Linked DNA regions of Mus musculus: region 1 is linked to region 2. The links are chromatin contacts, called in public promoter capture Hi-C maps. All regions are on one chromosome and are shown on one strand. Each heading gives the region's core, a stretch centred on a gene start, on an enhancer-like site or on the middle of the called end of the contact. The rest is flanking DNA. Distances are from core to core; before and after follow the strand shown.

Region 1 (3,069 bases), core at 218-2,717, 700 kb before region 2:
TATAAGAATAAAGCAAATTGATTTTGATTTTTTTAAATCACTTAGCACAAAAGTAAAAATTAGCTTGTGAGTCTGGGGAGAAGGCCTGCTGGTAGAGAGCTCGAAATACAAGCCTCAGGACATCGGTTTGGATACCCAGATTTACAAAAAAATGTCAGCAATTTGATATATGCTTGTAATCCCTTTGCTTCTGTCTTCATTGCATCACTAGAAATGGGTCTAGTTAGGCTATTTCTTTGTGTCTGAGTGAATTTTGGAATTTTTCCTTTCTTTTTCACATAAATTTATATAACTTCTGCCATGCATTTATCCAATGACTATACTTATAATCTGTTATAATGTATCTATAAGGCTGCTCATTACAATATTTATAAGAGAAAAATAAAAGAACACAAGAGCCCTTTAGGAATACAACAACTTTAACTATGGTTTGTAGTGTGTAATAATTTAAGAGAATTAGGTCTATACAGGAAGAAAAGGAAAACTGCTAATGTACATTGAGTATAAAGAAAATTATGTATTATACTATGCTTTTTGTAAATCTTCACAAGAATATATGGCTAGAGAGATAGACTGGCATACACTCATACATGCACGAATGCTTCAAAAAAATGGAGAGCTCTTAGCTCTTCAACATCTGGAGATTGTCACTAAAGGTAACAGAAAAAAATCTTCTTATTTGAATTTTATGAGAATTATTTATTTTAAAAATATTCATTTATTTTATGTGTATGTGCTTACGTATATGTTTGTGCTCCTCATGCATAGAGGAGCCCAATAATGTGAGAAGAGGCATGAGATCTGAAACTGTAGTTACAGATGGTCACTACCCAACTTTTGAGTTCTGGGAGCTGAACCTGGGTCATCTGCAAGAGCCAAAAGTACTCTTTATGGCTGTCTCTCCAGACTCAATAATTTTTATTTTAAAAAGATATTGAGAGGTGTTGAAAACTAGAAACCGGGCATTATTTTTTCTTAGGATTTTATTGGGGAAAGAAAAACTCAATAATTCAAAAATGGAAAACATATATTAGATATATGCTTAGATGTGAGATAAGTTTGTGTCTAAATGTACCCATTCTAAGAGTACCCCCATTGTGGAGACATTTGTTTAGGGATTGAACAGATGTTGTTATTCATACCCAGTCAAATAAATGTATACTCATGAAGTTTCACCATGGCTATAGGGCCTCAAAAAACTATCCTTCCACACACTGTTTATCTTGTATTCTACCTTCAATGTTTTTCAAAGACTAGGTCTGAGTCGCTATGAAGAAAGCCCTGAAATGGTATAGATTTTCTTTATGCTAATTTCAGACTTAGTGTTCTCAGTAGCTTGTTTTTGCTTCCCTAAATCAAAACCACATGTTGGAATTAATTCATCATGCTTCAGAAGGCTGGGCACCCCTACTCCAGGTTTCAAAGCTTACTTCCTCCTGAGGTTTCTCTGTTGACTTAGTCTTATTTCTATGTCCTCACACAGCCTCTACTCTCTGAGTGCATGCTGCTGGCCTCTGTCTTGTTTCAAAGACACCAGAAATACCAGACCAGAGCCACACCCTTGTGATCTCATTTAAGCTACATCTCCAAATGTAGTCACAGTGGGAATTAGGGGTAAATTGTGGAAACTCCAGAGTCTATTGTTTTCTGTTTATTTTGCCCAGCAATGAAGGCCTCTCCCTCTGCTCAGGCACTCTGATTCTTCTAGGACTATCTGTTCTACCTAATTCTTTCCCTTCCCTCTCCATTTGCTGTTGTATGCTGTAGTCTTCCACCTACTGTCAATATTCTTATTGCTGGGAAAGTTATTGATTGAGCTGTTCTGGCTGGTTTAAAATGATACTATATGTTGTGAACTATGAGCTCATTAGAGGTTGCCTCAAAAAAACCTTTATTGATTTGGTACAAATTCCATTCAATTTGGAACCTCTCCCATGTTTTGGAATTTTTCTTTTATCTTTTTACTGTTTTTGAAGCAGGCATTTCCCCCACTCTTTTACTATTTTACTACTATTAAAGAGAGGAGTGGGGTAAAGGGCCTTTATTTTATCATAATCTTTAATACTTGATGAATTACTATTTGTGGTTATTATTGATAACTAGGTGATGTTTTTATTGTAGATATATGAGAAAGAGAGAGAGACAGAGACACACCGAGAGATACAGAGAGACAGAGAGAACATTTAGGCACATCTGGAAGAGTCTAGAGCAGGGAGAGAAAGTAGACTGAACATGGGCAGCAGACTGGACCTAGTCAAGGCTATCTGCAATAGATGGGAGAATAGCAGGGCTGGAGAATAGAGAAAACACAGCAGCAGAAGCAGGAACAGGGCAGAGATATTGTTAGAATTCTAAAGATGGATTTCTGAACATTAAAAGTTGTTATATATTTATATACCTTTAACTTTTCCTCAAAAATGCTTCCCATGTTAATTACAATAATAATCACATTATTTCTAAGTAATTTCTTGAGATGTAACATAATTACATTATTTACCATGTCCTTTCCTCCGCTTTCTTTGTTTTTAAAGATTTATTTATTTATTTATTTATTTATTATAAGTACACTGTAGCTGTCTTCAGACACATCAGAAGAGGGCGTCAGATCACATTACAGATGGTTGTGAGCGACCATGTGGTTGCTGGGTTTTGAACTCAGGACCTCTGGAAGAGCAGTTAGTGCTCTTAACCACTGAGCCATCTCTCCAGCCCTCTCCTCTTCTTCCTAAACCTTACCATGAATCCCTCTCATTTTACTTTCTTTCAAATAAATGGCCCTTTTCAATTCTCTCTCCCTCTCCCTCTCCCTCTCCCTCTCCCTCTCCCTCTCCCTCTCCCTCTCCCTCTCCCTCTCCCTCTCCCTCTCCCTCTCCCTCTCCCTCCCTCTCTCTCTCTCTCTCTCTCTCTCTCTCTCTCTCTCTCTCTCCTTCTCTCTCTCTCCATAAACAGAACCTGATCAATCTGTATAATTTTAGGTGCATATACATGTTTTCAAGATCTGAAAACCTGCTAAAAAGAAGTATATCATGACTAGTGTAGGCAATATATTTATCTATACAGGACTAGAAA
Region 2 (3,322 bases), core at 614-3,113:
CAGCCAGATTGATTTCCAGAGTGGTTGTATAAGTTCGCAACCCCTGCACCACTCGAGGAGTCTTCCTGTTCTCCACATCCTCACCAGCATCTGCTGTCACCTGAGTTTTTTATTTTAGCCATTCTGACTGGTGTGAGGTGGAATCTCAGGGTCGTTTTGATTTGCATTTCCCCAATGACTAAGGATGTTGAACATTTCATTAAGTACTTCTCAGTCACTCAAAGATTCCTTTGTTGAGAATTCTCTGTTTAGTTCTGTACCTCATTTTTAAAAAAATGGGCTATTTGGGTTTTGTTGTTGTTGTTTGGTTGGTTGGTTGGTTTTTTTGTTTTGTTTGGTTTTGGTTTGGTTTTTTTGGAGTCTAACTTCTTGAATTCTTTGTATATTTATATATTTTGGATATTAGCCCACTGTCTGATGAAGAGTTAGTGAAGATCTTTGCCCAGTCTGCCATTTTGTCCCATTGACAATGTCCTTTGCCTTACCAAAAAAAAAAGTTTTGTCCCACATTGCTGGACTTTTTTATCTGTTGATCTTTTGCTTGTATTATGGTTTCTGATTTTGTGTTTTTTATAGAGTTGTCTGTATTTGTGTGCTTCTATGTGTACATATCTCTGTACATTTGTGTTTATTGTGCTTTTCCTTTGTTTTATTTGTTTCATAGTTTTATTTTTAAACTACCTGTCTGTTTTCTAGAGAGAGGAAAAGGGCATGGAATTTCAATGGCGAGAAGGTAGGAGTGATTTGGAAGAAGATGGGGGAAAGAAAGCAGTGATCAGGATATATTATATGGAAAAACATTAAGTTTTATAAAGTATCATTGTATTCTATAAAAGAAAGAAATCTGAGTTAGACAGTTTGAACTAAAACAAAACGATTGGTGATATCCAGAATGAGTCTCTTTCCCGACTGATAAACTGTCCAACAATAAAATATTTATGGTCTTTTAATATATATATTTACATTTTCATGGTCTTCCCCTGAACTCAAAGATAATTACCAGATGACTCTCACTCAGTAGTGACTCACCTTGAAGACATGATCACATTTCTTACCTCTTATAAACGTACTTTAAAGATAAGTTTCAAGTTTAACCTTGCCATCATAAAATAATTCCTCAGTTCACACAGCTGTATCAGTGTATATAGGTAGATATTTATATGAATTACTATGATATGTGTCTTGTCCTAAATACGACCTTAACTTGTTAATAAATATAATATATAAAAAATCCTAATGTACCTAGTAGTCAAAAACAAACAAAACAAAACAAAAACAAAAAATCCACACCAAGGTCCCTTCTGTGTGTATCTCATCAACAATACACCATCCAGCTGTAAGTTAGCTTGAATTATTTACCTTTCTGTTACTCTCTTCTTGTTATTCAAAATACAGTAAATATCACTTCTAATGGAAAACAGAAAAAAAAGAATCACTTGGATTTGGTCGTACTTGGATTTGGATTTTTCACCTGAAGCTGAAGGGAGATGGGCGGACCTGATTGGAGTTAGGGGTGGGCCAGATAGGGGCGGGGCTAGGGGCGGGCAGAGCAGAAGGGCGGGGCTAGGGGCGGGCCGGATGGGGGCGGGACTAGGGGCGGCCCGGGTAGAAGGGCGGGACTAGCGGTGGACCGGCTAAGAGGGTTTGGCTAGGGGCGGGACACCCAGTAGGGCGGGGCCAGAGGTTGACTGGCTGGCGAAGGAGGAACTAGGGGGCTCTCCAGCCAGGTAAAGGACGGGGCGGCAGGCGGGTCCTGCTGGTAAAGCCCGAAGGAAGGGCGGGCCGCCAAGGCGAGGGGCGTGGAGAGGGCGGGGCTTTTCGGCGCGCTGACGTCAGACCAGGCTGCGACGCCGGCGGCCGTCCAGAGCTGAAGCGGCGGAGGTGTGTGTAGCGGAGCCGGGCCTGAGCAGACGCGGGCCGAAGCTCCTGGCTCAGCGGCGGCGGCTCCGGGGCGGGGGCGCCAGCGGCAAAGCCCCCTCCCCGGGGAGGCGGGGCCGGGCCGGCGCCTGGGAACCATGCATCAGAAGCTGCTGAAGAGTGCGCACTACATCGAGCTGGGCAGCTACCAATACTGGCCGGTCCTGGTACCCCGCGGCATCCGCCTCTACACCTATGAACAGATCCCGGTATCCCTCAAAGACAACCCCTACATCACCGACGGCTACCGGGCCTACCTTCCTTCCAGACTGTGTATCAAAAGGTACAGTGGCTGCTCCCTGCGGCGCATCCTCTCCTCTCACGCTTTTTGTCTGCTCTCCCCATCTTTCTCCGCTATTCTCTGTGCGCATCAATTCCTCACCTTTGGGCCCTTTATCTTTTTTCTGCTCTCTCTCCTCCGCGGGCCCTTGATCCACGAAATAACAATGATATTTACAGTGGTCATCGTTCCCTTCTCCATTGGCCCTTTGCTGTTTACAAAGCGCTTTTACATCCTTTTTTCCATTTGGTAATCACTGGGGATATGGGTTGGAATCTTCCCTACTGACAAAGGCCGAACCTTATTTGCTTTGTATACCTGAGCTGTGTTTCTAGGGCAGCTCTGTGGGGATTCAGAAGTGTTGGCCAGCTGAATGTCCATTCAATAGCAGACAGGTCCACATTGTTGTGCATATGTATGTGGGAAGCCCTGATTCATTCAATCATCTACCAAATGCGCATTGAGGCTCTGCTAGCTAATAGGCACTATACCAGTTGCAGAAGGCAGGCATGGTCCTCGTTCCCATGAAGCTGCTGAGGTCTAGCCTGAGTGGCAGACACTAAAGGGATAATTACACTATTACATAATAGTAATTGTGGAAAGTGCTGTGTAGGAGAAACCCTGTAGCAAAGAACTCTGAAAGGGGACAGCCAGACCAACAGAACACCTTAGAAGCCTCCAAACAACATGGGTTTGTTGATTTAGAGCTTTAAAATGAGAGTCTCAGAAGCTTCTGTTTAAAAAGAAAATTTTAAAAATGGCTTTGGTTTTCAGGGTAGTCTTCTGTCAGACCTCACTGTATGTACTAAAGTTTTTGCTCTATCAGAAGCATGGTGCAGCCCTCCAGGTCACTGGAGTGGCCATCTCTGCTTCCCACAGTGTGGGCTGTTGAATTGCCCAACTAGCAGCCACGTGTGCGTTTATTGATCTCTCCAGCACAGTCTTTCCCCATCCCATTTCTTTTTGTACTGCCTTGAAAGGATTTTTGTGGCCTTGTTTGAATGGATGACCAAGTGGATGTCACAATTTGAGTTTTAATTACTGCTTTATCTCCCCAGTGCTTCTGGTACATAATTAAGAAATCAGAGCTAGGCCCTGCTGTGGGGATGGAGGAGACAGGCCAGA

What was found. Promoter capture Hi-C pulls out the DNA fragments that hold promoters and counts their contacts.
Region 1: a promoter capture Hi-C map of pre-B cells shows a contact between it and region 2, with 3 times the contacts expected there. The contact joins the enhancer-like site here to the promoter of Paqr3 in region 2. A contact is called at or near these places in 5 of 39 promoter capture datasets (the 3T3-L1 cell line, the C10 cell line, hippocampal neurons and 2 more), 2 of 15 datasets of contacts at CTCF or cohesin (large pre-B cells and pro-B cells), 4 of 484 Hi-C or Micro-C datasets (embryonic stem cells and uterus) and 1 of 9 other capture datasets (embryonic stem cells).

Annotation. Positions count from the first base shown.
Region 1 is chr5:97,805,754-97,808,822 of GRCm38.p6, reverse strand. No RefSeq gene overlaps it. Among named protein-coding and RNA genes, the nearest start is that of Gm34097, 40 kb to the left of the region's middle. Within about 2 kb of position 1,467, at least 44 of the 459 cell types and tissues checked have an H3K27ac peak or open chromatin away from gene starts, as enhancers often do. A contact at or near this core is called in pre-B cells, pro-B cells and uterus, where this site is marked.
Region 2 is chr5:97,110,137-97,113,458 of GRCm38.p6, reverse strand. It overlaps Paqr3 (progestin and adipoQ receptor family member III), which reads left to right and starts at 1,863. Exons shown (of 7, transcript NM_001359910.1): 1 at 1,863-2,200. The coding sequence starts at 2,016.